2 separate regions of the Hordeum vulgare genome follow, and region 2 is linked to region 1. A link is a contact called in public Hi-C data. All regions are on one chromosome and are shown on one strand. The core of a region is the stretch at or near the end of the contact, and the rest is flanking DNA. Distances in the headings are between cores, read along the strand shown.

Region 1 (6,798 bases), core at 2,771-5,270:
ATTTAATATTGTCGTGTACCTAAACGGGAGTGAACTAAATAATTTGCATGTGGAGTTTCGTCAATATGCAACTCGTTGCATATTGAGCTTCACTTAATGTGTAGTGTTTGATTGTTGTGAATTTTCATGCCATGCATTGCATAATTGAGTTGGTCATGCATCATATTAGGGTGTGCATCATATCATGCATGTGCCGTGGTGAATATCGTGTGTTGAGTGTTGTTTCGGTTTGCTTCGTCTTGATAGAGTTCCGCAAGCGTGTCGGAATGTGAGGATCCGCTCGACTACGTCGGTCCGTCTGCTTCACGGAGTTGTTCTTCTTCCAAGCAGTATCTGAGAAAGATGACCATTTCCCTAGATACCATTACTATCATTGCCATGCTAGTTGTCTCGTTTCTTTCCTTATGTCTCGTTGCCTACCACCTGTTAAATGTTAACCTCTCAACATTGCCATGAAACCTTCAACCTTCTACAACCTATCAAACTAAAGATTGACTATGTTACCGCTTGCTTAACCATTGGGTAGCATTGCTAGTTGCGGTTGCAGTTGCTTCCATGTGATAACATGGGTTCCTTGTTATATCACCATATAATTGCTAACTAATTTAATGGACCTATATACTCGGTAAAAGGTGGAAGGCTCGGCTTTCTAGCTTAGTGTTTTGTTCCACCTTTGTCGCCTTAGTGTCGGCTACTGGTGTTATATTACATAATTAAGCGCTCCTAACACGCTCGGACTTGTTATGGGGACCCCCTTGATAATTCGTTTTAGATTAAGACTGGTCTGGAAAGGCCCAACTTTGGTACTACATTTTCCTAATAACTAAGGAACTACATAGGTAGTAATTAACCCGAGGAAATTTAATCAACCCCCGGGCCAGTGCTCCGCATGAGTGTTTGTCCAAACTGGCAGACTACGGGGCCACCGCGGTGCTACCCGAGGTTTGGTTTTACTCCTAGTGTGACCCATCCGCCATGTCATGCGAACGAGATACGATGCTCCTATCGGGATCGTCGACACGTCGGGCGGCCTTGCTAGATTAGTTTTACCTTTGAAAAAATATCTTGTGCATCGCGATTCCGGTGATGCTTTGGACTATCTCAGAGTTGAGGTTTTCCACTAAGGAATCCGAGGAGATCACGAGTTTTGTGATTGAGGTTTTCTATGCGGCTTGTGGTAATTTGTGATGGACTAGTTGGAGAACCCGTGCAGGGTTAGATATTTCAGAAAGCCATGCCCGCGATTATGTGGCAACGTGGAAACTTTGTTTATCATCCGGTTCTAGACAACCTGAAGTAAACTTAATTAAAACTTACCAACTGAGTGCGTAACCGTGATTGTCTCTTTCGTGAGATCCTTCTTCGATCGAGGACCCAGTGGGGTTATGTTTGACATAAGTAGGTGTTCAGGATCATTCATTTGATCATGAGTAGCTCACGTACGCTATGCGTAGATCTTCCCCCTCTTTTGTTCTTGCACTCGTAAGTTAGGCATCTCAAATAAATGTTTAGTCTGGTGCTGCAGCCTCACCACTTAACCATACCTCACCCATTAAGCTTTGCTACTCTTGATACCTTTGGAAATGAGATTGCTGAGTCCATGTGGCTCACAGATTACTACAACACCAATTGCAGGTATAGGTAAAGTGATACTTTGACGTGAGCGTGATGATTGTGCTTTTGTAGTTCTTCTTCTTCTTCTTCTTCGATCTAGGAAGGGTTCTGGCAGGCAGCCTGGGATAGCAGGATGGATGTCGTTCTTTTATCGTTTGTTTTCGTCCGTAGTCAGACCCTCCTCTTCTTCATGATGACTGATTATGTTGTTGCATTGATGTGACTCTGATGTAGCTTGTGGCGAGTGTAAGCCAACTCCTTATACTCATCTTTTCAGTACATGTACTTGTAACGATGTCCATTCTTGCGAAACGACGAGATGCATTTCTATCCCTGTCGAGGCACTCGCGCCAAAATAAGGATATGACCGCATCTTGGGCATTACAGCTCATCATTAAGCGCAAAATGAGGTTACCATTTTTCGTTAAGCATTTTAATGTCTTCATAGCACTTGTGTTGCTTTACCTCGTGACTTGGTGTAAAGCTCTATCAAGGATATGAGTACATACCTTCGAATGATGTTCATGACGTGGCATGTAGGTGAACTTGTTGTAGATGCTCAATGTTGATGAAGACCATGTTGAGTTGGGAGCTATCCTTGTTATTTTGGTTCGGTTTTAACCTATATAGGTTAGTCATGCAAGGAAGAACATAATATACCCAAATGACAAGAGTGAATTTATTCATAAAATAGTTTTCAAGGATATGATTTTGTTATCTTCTTCCTCCATCTCCTAAGGAGGGGTTGTTGATACTTGGCCATGACAATATTTCTTTTGATGTGAGTAGATGGCAATCTTGTGAAGTGTGGTTCTTCCAAGTACCTACAAAAGGTTAGATGCAATACAAGGGAGCATAGTTTTCCAAGATATAACATATTGAAATATCAACTGCATCATAGAGTAATCAAGTAAGCTCATGCCCTTACATGCAGCTGAGTGAGTCTAGCTCAAGTTTGAAGCATCAATGATTTTCAACTCACTCCTCAAGTGACAAAACACTTTCTCATCAAGTGGATTGGTAAAGATATCGGCCAATTGTTTTTCGATATGAAGATGCTTGATATCAATATCTCCTTTACCAACATAATCAGGAATGAAACGATGTCTAACTTGAATATCTCTAGTTCAAGAATGTTGCACGGGATTATGGCCAATTTCAATAGCACTTTTGTATGAGCCCGGAAGCGACGCTCGAGAAGATTACCCTTTTATTTCATTGTCGCCATGTGATTTATTTGGTTGTTGCATTCATCATCGCATCATGCGTATCGTCCGTATTGCATCTGCAAAACGTTGTATCATATTTTTCAAAACTTGCATCCGTTGTTAGCTGTCGGTTCTCTCCGTTTTGTCGTTAACCGTTTCGACACCAACCGCACACGCACGCACCCACGACATAATTAAATAATTATTTTTAAAATTTCATCTAAAACATTCTCGGATTGGGTTGAAATTTGGTGCGCGGTCTTATTATAGTGTAGGTAGGCCGTCTGCCAAATTTCATTGCTATCGGAGTTCGTTTGATACTCGAACCGTTAAATATATAGCGACACTATAACTAGTCAAATTGTCAGACGTTTACAGTGTTTAAGAACTTTTCCATGGGCCACAACCTTCCCTCTCATCCCCACCAAGCCCATCTGCACATCCCACTAGACCCACCTAGCCCATCCCTCCGTTCGTGGCCTTTGGATCGCGATCGGACAGACGAGGTCCAACCCCCCGTAGACCATTCTCTATATTAACCCACCTTGTCGAGAGAGGCTCTAACTCCACTAGGGTTCTCCCTAAACAAATTTGCAGCCACCCCATCTAGCCCTCCAAACCTCTCTCCCCCGAAATCCTACCCCGCATAATTTGGACCATAGGATCCCATCAAATTGCCCAAAATCACCCAAAAACCCACCACGGACATTATCCGCGGCCAACCCGGACATGTCCGGGCGACCATAGCCGCCAGCCTCCCATGAGCGCTCGTCCCGCTGTGCACCGCTGTTGGCTGCGCTTGCAGCCATGGCCTCGCCCAGCTGCCAGGTCGCTGGCTCCCGCCATTCCGCCTGCGCCCGCGCAGCCAGACGAGCCGAGCCGCCGCCCATCACCCCGCCCCCACTTCCCTCATGGCCGCCCCGGGCTCCTCGTCGCGCCCAACTGCCCGTTGCCGCAGGTCTCCGTCGTCCCCAACCGCGGGCCAGCCAGATCCAGTGAGCCACAACCGGATCTTCCCATTCCCGTGCTCCACGACCTCGCCGAGCTGCCCTGCTGTCGCGCTGCCTTGCACCCGCCGCCATGGTTGCTTCCCTACAGCACACGCGGGGGAGACGACGCTCGCCTCGCCCCTACATGCGCTTATTTGGGTCGCGCCACCCAAGGCCAATGACGCCTCCCCTCGCATCGGCCTGTCTCGCCACCGAGCTCGGTCCAAGGCCCACTAGGTGAGCCAACTTCCCCTTGCTCGCGAGCTTGCTCCACTCCCTAAGGCCTGACCCAAAGTGAGTTCTGCCCGGCCACGTTATTCTGTGCCGCGTGCGCTGTATTGTTATATGACGCCCAGATCGTTTGCCGAGTAGTAGCAGATTTGGCCCGTTGACCTTTTTCATCTTTGCAAATTTGTCAATTAGCCAATGCATTTTTAATTACAAAAAAATGCATGATTGAAAACTCTACATCCGATTAGAATAATTTAGATATGTAAAATATGTAGAATTTTGTGTAGATTAATAATTTTCAACTTTCATGCATGTTTAAAATATTTAACTTGATGTTTTCATTTAATTTGCATAAATGACATGTTAAAACGATTGAATTCATAACTAATTAACCATAGCTCTGATTAAAATGATACACTTATGTAACTTGACTAGAAAAATATGTAGAATAACATGGTGGCATTTATTTTAATGTTTAACAACTCTAAAATTCTGTTAGAGGCAGAAAAATACAAAAAACTTAATTTGCATATGGGGACTTTACGGAATTGTTATTCGTTATTCCGGCCTTATTTAACTTGCCTAGAATTTCATATAGTTTTGGAATATCTTTTTGCATCCAAGAAAACATGCTTGTGGCTGTTATTTGCATACATTTTGGATTCATGACATATTATCTTGTGAGGATCATATCTTTTAGACCTTATCTTCGTTTTAAATGATATATATATGTAAATCAACTAGAATGAAGTTTAGAATCACATGGACCACTTTATTTTGATGTTTAATAGATATAAAACATCTTTAGTTCAGATCTGGACCAATTTCAAAATTAACATATGGGGTCATTCGAAAATGCTATATGTTGTTTCCGACCTCATTTGAAATGCCTAGATAGTGTAGTTTATTTATGGTTCACCTCTTGACATGTTTAACAACATTTAACACGGTCGTGTAGCTATACGAGAGTGAACTAAGTAATCAAAATGTGGAGTTTCATCAATATGCATCTTGTTGTATATTGAGCTTCACTGAATGTGTAGTATTTGATTGTTGTGAGTGTCATGCCTTGCATAACTAAACCGAACATGCATCATATGTGTTTTGCATCATGTCATGCATATGTTGTGGTGTTTATCATGTGTTGATTGATTGTTTTCAGCCTATTTCTTCTCGGTAGAGTTCCGAACCGCTTGGGAGTATGAGGATTCGTTCGAATGTCATGCATATGTTGTGGTGTTTATAATGTGTTGATTGTTTGTTTTCAGATTATTTCTTCTCGACAGAGTTCCAAACCGCTTTGGAGTGTGAGGATTCGTTGGACTACGTTGGTTCGTCTACTTCATGGATACATTCTTCTTCCAAGCGAGATCTCGGGCAAGATGATCTCGTCTATCATTGCTACGCTAGTTGTCTCGTTTCTATCGCTATGTCTCGTTGACGACCACCTATTATGTCAAGCCTCCCAACATTGCGATGAAAAGCCTCTATGTCACACCCAAGATGCGACCCTATCCTCAATTTGGCACGAAAGCCTCGTCAGGGATAGAAGCGCATCTCGTCGTGTCGCAAGTATGGATATAGTTACAAGTACATGTACTGAAAAGAAGATATATATATATATATATATATAATTGTCTTACACTCGTCACAAGCTACATCAGAGTCACAACAGTACATTACATAAACATCAAGAGTAAGAGCAGGGTCCGACTACGGACGAAAACAAACGACAAAAGAAGAACGACGTCCATCCTTGCTATCCCAGGCTGCCGGCCTGGAACCCATCCTAGATCGACGAAGAAGAAGAATAAGAAGCAACTCCAAATGAACAATCAACGCGCTCGCGTCAAGTAACCTTTACCTGTACCTGCAACTGGCGTTGTAGTAATCTGTGAGCCACAGGGGACTCAGCAATCTCATTTGCAAAGGTATCAAGACTAGCAAAGCTTAATAGGTGAGGTATGGTTAAGTGGTGAGGTTGCAGCAGCGGCTAAGCATATATTTGGTGGCTAACTTACGAGTACAAGAATAAGAGGGGGAAGATCTACGCATAACGGACGTGAACTACGAATGATCAAATGAATGATACTGAACACCTACCTACGTCAGACATAACCCCACCGTGTCCTCGATCGGAGAAGGAACTCATGAAAGAGACAGTCACGGTTACACACACAGTTGGCATATTTTAATTAAGTTGACTTCAAGTTATCTAGAACCAGTGTTAAACAAAGCATCCACGTTGCCACATAACCGCGGGCACGGCTTTCCGAAAGATTTAACCCTGCAGGGGTGCTCCAACTAGTCCATCACAAATTACCACAAGCCACATAGAAATCCTCAATCACGAAGCTCGGGATCTCGTTGGATTCCCTAGTGGAAAACCTGAACTCTGAGATTACCCAAAGCATCACCAGAATCCCCATGCACAAGATATCTCGTCAAAGTCCCTAGTGGAAAAGTAATTCAGCAAGGCCGCCCGATGTGTCGACGAACCCGATAGGAGCCGCGTATCTCGTTCTCAGGACACGACGGATGGAAAAGCCTACAGGTACCAAACCTCGAGTTGCCCCATGGTGGCCCCGCAGTCTGTCCTTTTGGGACCAACACCATCAGCACTCCCCCCTGTTTATGTAAAATTACTCCTCGGGTAGCGCTAACTCCCTATGCATTTCAGTGTTATCAAAATTATTATGTTGGGCAAATGTAGAACCAAAGTTGGGCCTTGCCAGACCAGCTTTAATCTAAAACGA
Region 2 (7,283 bases), core at 1,713-4,212, 180 kb before region 1:
TAATTACATCAAGAACCTGAGTAAGAAGAGAACAAATGCACATTTCAATACAAAAATCAGTAATAGTGTTTTGAATCGCAGAAACCTTTCAATAGAGAAATTAGTATGGTGAATCAGCTAGCCTCTATATATTTAGCCCCTCAAGCACAAATCATCTGTAGCATATGGCAATTACCTCATCTGCTAAGCGTTCTCCCATAACATCGACACCGTCTAGAGTCAAGGTGTTCATGTTTTTCTCACTGCCTGCAAAGTTGAACAAACAAGTCTAAATAACACAATCTCAATGAGTAAACTTATAGAATACCAAGTTTCCCTTGAAGTTACAAATTCAGAAAGGGTTCCAAGTTTGCATTCAATCATGGTATATCAGGTACAACATTGTGGTTGGAAAATGCAAAAATATTAGTTCTATCTAGACCATGGTGTTAGTTATCCCATAAAAAATCATGTTTATACCGATATATTTTATTTTGAAATATACATTTTTAACGCAGCCTTGTCAAGAACATCCCAGTAATTGACTACTAATTAATATTCAGATACACACATGACACATGTGCACGCGCACACAGCTTACCAACTAACATTATGTTAAACCATTTCTGGGTAAGTATCCTAGTATCCTTATCCATAGTTCAGAACGGAGCAACGCTAACAGATCTACGACTAAACATCATTGTGACAGTCACATGTCAAGAAAAAATTGAGATATACTCGTCAATATAAAAAGGCGGTTTCAATTAAGTTTTAGGCATGTTAAAGAAAATGATGAACAAAATGCCCAATGGTCTCTTATTTACTTTTTGTCAAACAGACATACATTTTTATTGATTATTATCAAATTAATTATAGAGTGGCATGGACAATTTTAAAAAATAAAGCACGAAAATTAGGCAAACTAGCTTGTGTAGTTGGTTAAAGCACAAAATCCAGTAACTTACAGTGCACAATTACATCATCAGGAAGCTGCTTTACAAATTCGTTGGCTGCGTATTGCCAGTCATTGGTACTGCTCAAAGGAAAAGATAAACATACAGATCAATAAGAGAAGATCTTAGCAGAAGGGGTTATGAGTTCAGAAATGAAAACACAAACTTGGCAAGTGTTAAGCTTCATGCACTAGCCAACGCAACCAAAAGTCCGAACTGATGGAAAGGGCTAGGCAATCCACATATACACTTGAACACCCCCTCTCACGTGTAAAGCGGAAAGTCAACACGTGGACAAACTCAGAGGTATGGCTCAAGGGGCCTATACATGGACAGATAGGGGGCGGCAGCAATTTTGAATAAACTGCGAAAGCCAGGACTTAACTCAAGACCTTAGACCGTGATACCATGTTAAGCTTCATGCACTAGCCAACGCAACCAAAAGTCCGAACTGATGGAAAGGGCTAGGCAATCCACATATACACTTGAACAGCAAGCACTTAAGGAAGCACAGCTAGATGCCATTTTTGAGAAATGAAAAGATCAACGACCAGCTGTAACTAAGAACTGGACTTCGTCTCAACAGAGCATGCAAACAATCTTATTTGTAACCTAGTAGCGTTTACTTGGCTGTTCCAAGGGTTAAAGAACAATTCCAATAAGCGATAGCGGTAACTTCAAACTTGTTAGAGGGTGCTTGGATCCAAGGGACTAAAACTAGTCTGACTAAAACTAGTCTCTTTAAGAGGCTAAAGTTCCAAGCACCCCTGACTAAAGAGAGACTAAAACTAGTCTTGAGGCTAAAATCTTTTAGTCAGGGGTACCCCTACTAAAATGTGCATTAGTCCTCTCTCTCCTCATTTAACTCCTCAGGCAAGTTCTGAATTGGAGGGTTTGGAAGATAATAAATGCTCATTAACTTGATTTTAGTCTCTTTAGTATTTGGATCCAAGCATGGGTGAGGCTAGCAAGTTTTAGTCTCACTACTTTTAGTCATGGGACTAAAACGTATCCAAGCACCCTCTTAGTATTTTAATTCCTTGAACAATGCCGAGCGCAAGCTGGCCATGAAGAGTCAGAGGTGTGGCCTAGCATAACGAACAAACAGCAGGTGATTGACTGAGCTGAATGGGTGGATACTGATCTTTTCTATTGGCAGATCATCGAGCATAGGGCTATACTGAGCCTTCTTCTTTCAGTAACAAACCGTGTTGTCGGGTAAAATCCTAAAGGAACAAAGATAATTTGGCACCATCCTTCCTACTCCAAACAGATCATCAGGTGCTTGAACAAACTCAACCGAACATGCCGCATCATACTCTGATTTGACCGAAAAGCACTGAACAATACAACTCAAAGGGCATCACCACACGCTTGCCCTCCAATTTGACAAATCGCAGTAACTAGTAGAGTAGTTCTTGTTTTGCAGTAAGTGGTGGTTGAGCCGCAACTGACTCCGCCGAATCCCATGTTTACCAACTTAGCATGCCCGACGGCACAGGCAATGCCCCGCATTACTTACGGATTCCATTCCGTCACTGGTCCATTCCGCGCCGGCGCCACGCCGCCGCCGGGCGAAACAGATTTGTAGCCTAGCTACGAGCACGAGATGTTGGATCAAATTCGTGAACCGACACTGGGCGCAAAAAACACGCGGTCGAGGGGGACGGCGCACGCACCTGCCGAGGATGCCGTGGACCATGACGAGGAGGTGTTCCGGGGCATGGGAGGAGACGGCGTCGCTCCAGACGTCGACGCCGCCGGACGGGGACTCCTCCGCCCTCAGTCCTCCTTCCTCTTCGACTGAGCCTGAGGCGGCCGCCATGATGGCAGTCTCCTCGGCTGGGTGCGCGAGGAGGCGACGGGCGATGGGCCGGCGGAACGGAAAGGTATGGGGGTTGCGACGGACCGCGTACCGCGTGGAGGGGAAGTGGGGCCCAGCAAGCGAACGAGGAAGAGAGAGAGGGGGGAATGCGTGGAGGTTGTGGATCCCCGTGAGCGTGAGCTCTGCCCATTTTACCGACGTGCCTATCAGGTCTCGTGCTCGGCTAGGCTAGCATCCCTCCGATCGACCATGGATGTCGGCACATGATCCGGGAGGGCATCCAGCATAAGAGCAAGTAGTATAGCCAATTGCTCGCTATAAACCATTGACATGTCATCTATAGCTTACTCATGTATAATAGTTCATTGCAAAAGTGTACTACTTCTTTATTATATGGTTCACCTTTTATATTCACAAAATGCCTAGGAGCACGTGGTAGAGCTGGCTCTTAGCTAAGAGCCCGCTTACCTTCTCTCTCCTCTTCTCTTTTCTCTAACTAAACAAAAATATATTACTTTATTCCTTATAGCCAGCTGACTCAGCTCTATTGTACTTGCTCTAAGTCGACTGGGTAGACTACCGTGGGTGGGGTCGATGCCGTACCTCAAATCACGTGTTGATACATAGTTGTTCGGACGTAATTTGTCGAAAAATGTTTAGATTCAATCGACTGATTTCTTAAAGAAATATGTTGGATCGCTCGCGCGATACGTTGGCCGGTGGTCCCGGGACCCCTACCCTGTTGTTATCATCTTATCCCTCCACTCGGCCCTTCTTCTAGATCGAGCCAACCCCTTTCCCCCTTTCATTCGCACACTCCCATCAAGATGTGACGCGGCCGTCGGACCCCGTCATCTCCCTTTCCCTTCCCCGCTCTCGTCAAGATGTGGCGCGGCCACGGACCAGGTCGTTTGCCTTTCGCCTCCCCGCAGCCCGGCCTCCCCTTTTTCTCCGTTGAATCGAGTGTCGTCGTCGTCGCTGCCGAGACAGTGCATCGCAACACAATATCCATAGTTGGAATCGAGGGGCGATTGGCGATGAAGCTCAATAGAGCATCCATGGGCTGCTCATCGGCGACGGTGCTGCAATGCAGCATCCATGGCCTGCTCGACGAAGACGGTGCTGCAACAATGGTGCTTCAATGGAGCATCGCCGGGGCACCGGTGTTGCGGTGAAGCATCATCGGGAGCTGTCGGTGCTTCAATGGAGCATCGCCGGGGGGTTGCCGGTGTTGCGATGAAGCATTCCTGAGCCATTGGTGTTTCAGTGGAGCCACGCCGCGCCCTCAGGGTGCTTCAAGGAGCATCATCGGGCTGCTAGGGATGTTGTGAAAGGAGGAAGATGCAGGCGTTGCATTCCTGTGAGCATGAGATCGAGCGGCTACACGCAATAGATCGAACGGCTAGTCGAGCGGTTGATCTTTTCCTAAGACCAGCCTACTAATTTGTAGCAGCCGCCTAATTTGTCATGCAACATCTCGCATCGGTTTGCACACATGTTTGCTTGTCCTTTTTTATACGTAACTAGAGCAACTCCAACGCGCAGACCCGAACGGACGCCGCTTTTATCCGTTTTTTGTCCGTTTGGGTCGGTCGCCCATTCGACGTCCATCCTATTTAAGATTTGGATCGGCAATGCGTACAACGCCCGCAACCTATTTATGTCCGCGCACACATTTGCAAAGGGTCGTCGTCCAAAGTTCATGACGACATCATGCCAGCAGCCAGCATACAATGCCAGCTTTAGAAAACATCACACAGTTCATCCTGACACACTTGCCAGCGGCCGACACACATGCGAGCACAAAAAAAGGGGCGGGAGTTCGACCATGCCATCACTGTCGTGGTCATGCCAGCACACTTGCCGGCATACAAAAAGGATGGCGCTCTCCGTCATAGATATCACTCATTGGACACTTCTTGCATTCGTGAAACTCACTATGGACAAGAATCCAAAAGGTTGATGCCTTTTGTTCGGCGCCGACCTTGGGGTCGTGCTCAATGTCCCACCAACACTCACAAAGAAGCTTGTCCTCGACCGTTGTGTATCCCTTCGTTCGCCTACTCTTTCGCTTGGGCTGCACCCCGTCGGCTTGGTTCGCGAGCTCGTCCTTGAACAAAGGCTCCCCGTCGATATCCACCTCATCCTCTTCCTCGAGGTCATAGTCATCCAGAAAACACGTGGTCGAGCGGGAAGCCATCCAGGTCGAGACCGACCTGATCTTGCATGAAGGTGGGATGCATGCCAGCTTGGTCATAGGCTGACGGCGTGAACGGCATGCCTCGCCCGTCCTGGCTTTGGATCTCTTTGGGATTGTAGCCAGCCGCAGCCGCGGCAGCACCACCTTCGGCCGCTGCAGCACCCTCAAAGATGATGATCCGCATGAAGCGGTTGGCCCTCTCGTCGTGGACGGCTGTTGGCATTCTGTCGAACAGGTTGCGGGCTATGGAGAGCATGTCGGCTCACATCTCACGCACGTGTTTCCTCGGCCCATCGGATGACGAGCCACCGGCAACCGTATGGCGCTAAGGTCGATGGGCGCGGGTGTGGATGGCGCCAACACGCTCACCTCCGGCGAGCATTCCCCGGAGAGGCGGGAGGCTTGCTGGTGATGTGGAAGCCGGGGATCAACTGAGTCGCCGATGCATGGGGGCGACTCTAGCAATGCCATCCTAGAGAATGCAGACGAGTCTATGCTATCCAGGGTTTTACCCTAGGTACAATAGTGCCTCCCTTGTTGCCTCCGCAATGCGTGCAGCAGTTGCAGCGTTATCCTCCCGCTGCTACGACAGTTATGGCCACGGCGGCCACTGCTTCGTCCCTTGCGTCCGCCGCGTTCCTCCTGTGACGCCCTCAATTTGATCGTACGCTAATCATACACGCAAATGCATACGACCAAGCTCAAGGACTCATGTGAAGATATCACAACACAAGTCTAGACACAAATAAAACATACAAGCTTCATATTACAAGCCAGGGGCCTCGAGGGCTAGAATACAGAAGCTTGATAAACACACAAGTCAGCGGAAGCAACAAAAATCTGAGTAGACGTATAACATGAGGTGCCTTAAAGAAGGCTCGCACAAAAGATACAACGATCGAATGAGGCGAGGCCTCCTGCCTGGGAGCCTCCTAACTACTCTTGGTCTTCAACGACCTGCACGTAGTAGTAGGCACCATGGGGGTAGCAGTCGTCGGCGGCGGGATACACCATCTCCTGGGCTCCATCATCTGGTCGCAACAACAGATCAAGGGGAAAAGGAGGGAGCAAAGCAACAATGAGTACTCATCCAAAGTACTCGCAACACTGACATCAGAACTATGCTAAGTGTGCATCAGTATCAAAGGAAGGGGGTTATATGTGAACTGACTGCAGCAATGCGAGAATAGAGAGAGAAGGCCTAGTCCTATCGAAGACTATCATCGTCAGGGGTCTTGCAGCAATAGACAAGAGTAGAACAGGTAACATAAATAATAGTCATATTGTTGCAGCAATATTAATTAAAGTCACGCCCAGAGATTCTTCCTCGACTCCCTGAGAGGAAGCAATCCCGGAGCAAACATTCCAGTCAAGTAACAGTTGTAGTTGTATAAGATCAGGGCACAACTCCAAGTCGTCCTGTAACCGTGGACACGGCTATTCGAATGGATAAGTTTTCATCCCTGCAGGGGTGCACCACATATTCCCTGTCACGCTCGACAATATTTGGCCGGACACACTTTCCTGAGTCATTCCCGGCCTCGGAACATTGACACGTCGCAGCCCCACCTAGACTCAACAAAGAGGCCAGCCCGTCGGTCTAAATCCTAAGCACGCACGGGTCATGGGCCCATCACCCTTTGCACTCATGCACGATGCGAGGGCGACTGATGTCAGTCCTGGCACCTCTTATACAAGAACGGTGATAATCCAGACCACCCGGGCCCGTGCCGCTCCATTGCTGACGTCTGAAGAGATTAAGCTGATACCATGACGTCGAGTACCCATAACTTCTCGCACGTAGACGGTTAATGCAAATAAGGTTTCCGACCAACCCAGATCAAATACCCAAATCCATTAACATTATAATTAAATCATCGACACATCCACGCGGGAATCCACCCGCCTAACATTTATTCATGAATGTTCCCAATAACATGGTCAAGTAACTGTGTGGTTGTAACATCAGGGGGATCCGAGGTATCACCCTCGTTGGACTCCGAACGATGTAACCGTCAAGGTGGATGCTACTGCAACAAAAGACCTTCCAACTGCGCCAGAAACGTGCTGACGGGAGACTGTTCTTGTCTTGATACTCCTCAGCAACGGCACCAGGAATCCTTCTGCTATGGCTATGCCTTAAGGGACTTCCTAGCAGATATGCAAAGGATCTCCCCCGTGGCCTTGGAGCCTTGCGTTGGTGTTTCCTCGAAGCGGAAAGGGTGATGTAGCGCAGCGGTGGTAAGTATTTCCCTCAGTTTGAGAACCAAGGTATCGATCCAGTGAAGGAGTATCTCAAGTGCCTGTACAAACACAAAAAGCTTGC

Evidence for each region. A called contact is a pair of places that touch in the nucleus more often than the background predicts.
Region 2: a Hi-C map of seedling shows a contact between it and region 1, with 4 times the contacts expected there. The contact joins the promoter of LOC123409324 here to the enhancer-like site in region 1. A contact is called at or near these places in 1 of 6 Hi-C or Micro-C datasets (seedling) and 1 of 1 datasets of contacts at active chromatin or transcription factors (embryo).

What each region holds. Positions count from the first base shown.
Region 1 is chr7H:398,114,678-398,121,475 of MorexV3_pseudomolecules_assembly, reverse strand. No RefSeq gene overlaps it. Among protein-coding and RNA genes, the nearest start is that of LOC123409324, 180 kb to the left of the region's middle. Within about 2 kb of position 4,020, at least 3 of the 3 cell types and tissues checked have open chromatin away from gene starts, as enhancers often do. A contact at or near this core is called in seedling, where this site is marked.
Region 2 is chr7H:398,292,079-398,299,361 of MorexV3_pseudomolecules_assembly, reverse strand. It overlaps LOC123409324, which reads right to left and starts at 2,962. Exons shown (of 11, transcript XM_045102258.1): 1 at 2,612-2,962; 2 at 2,455-2,528; 3 at 945-1,012; 4 at 176-246; 5 at 1-16. The coding sequence starts at 2,947.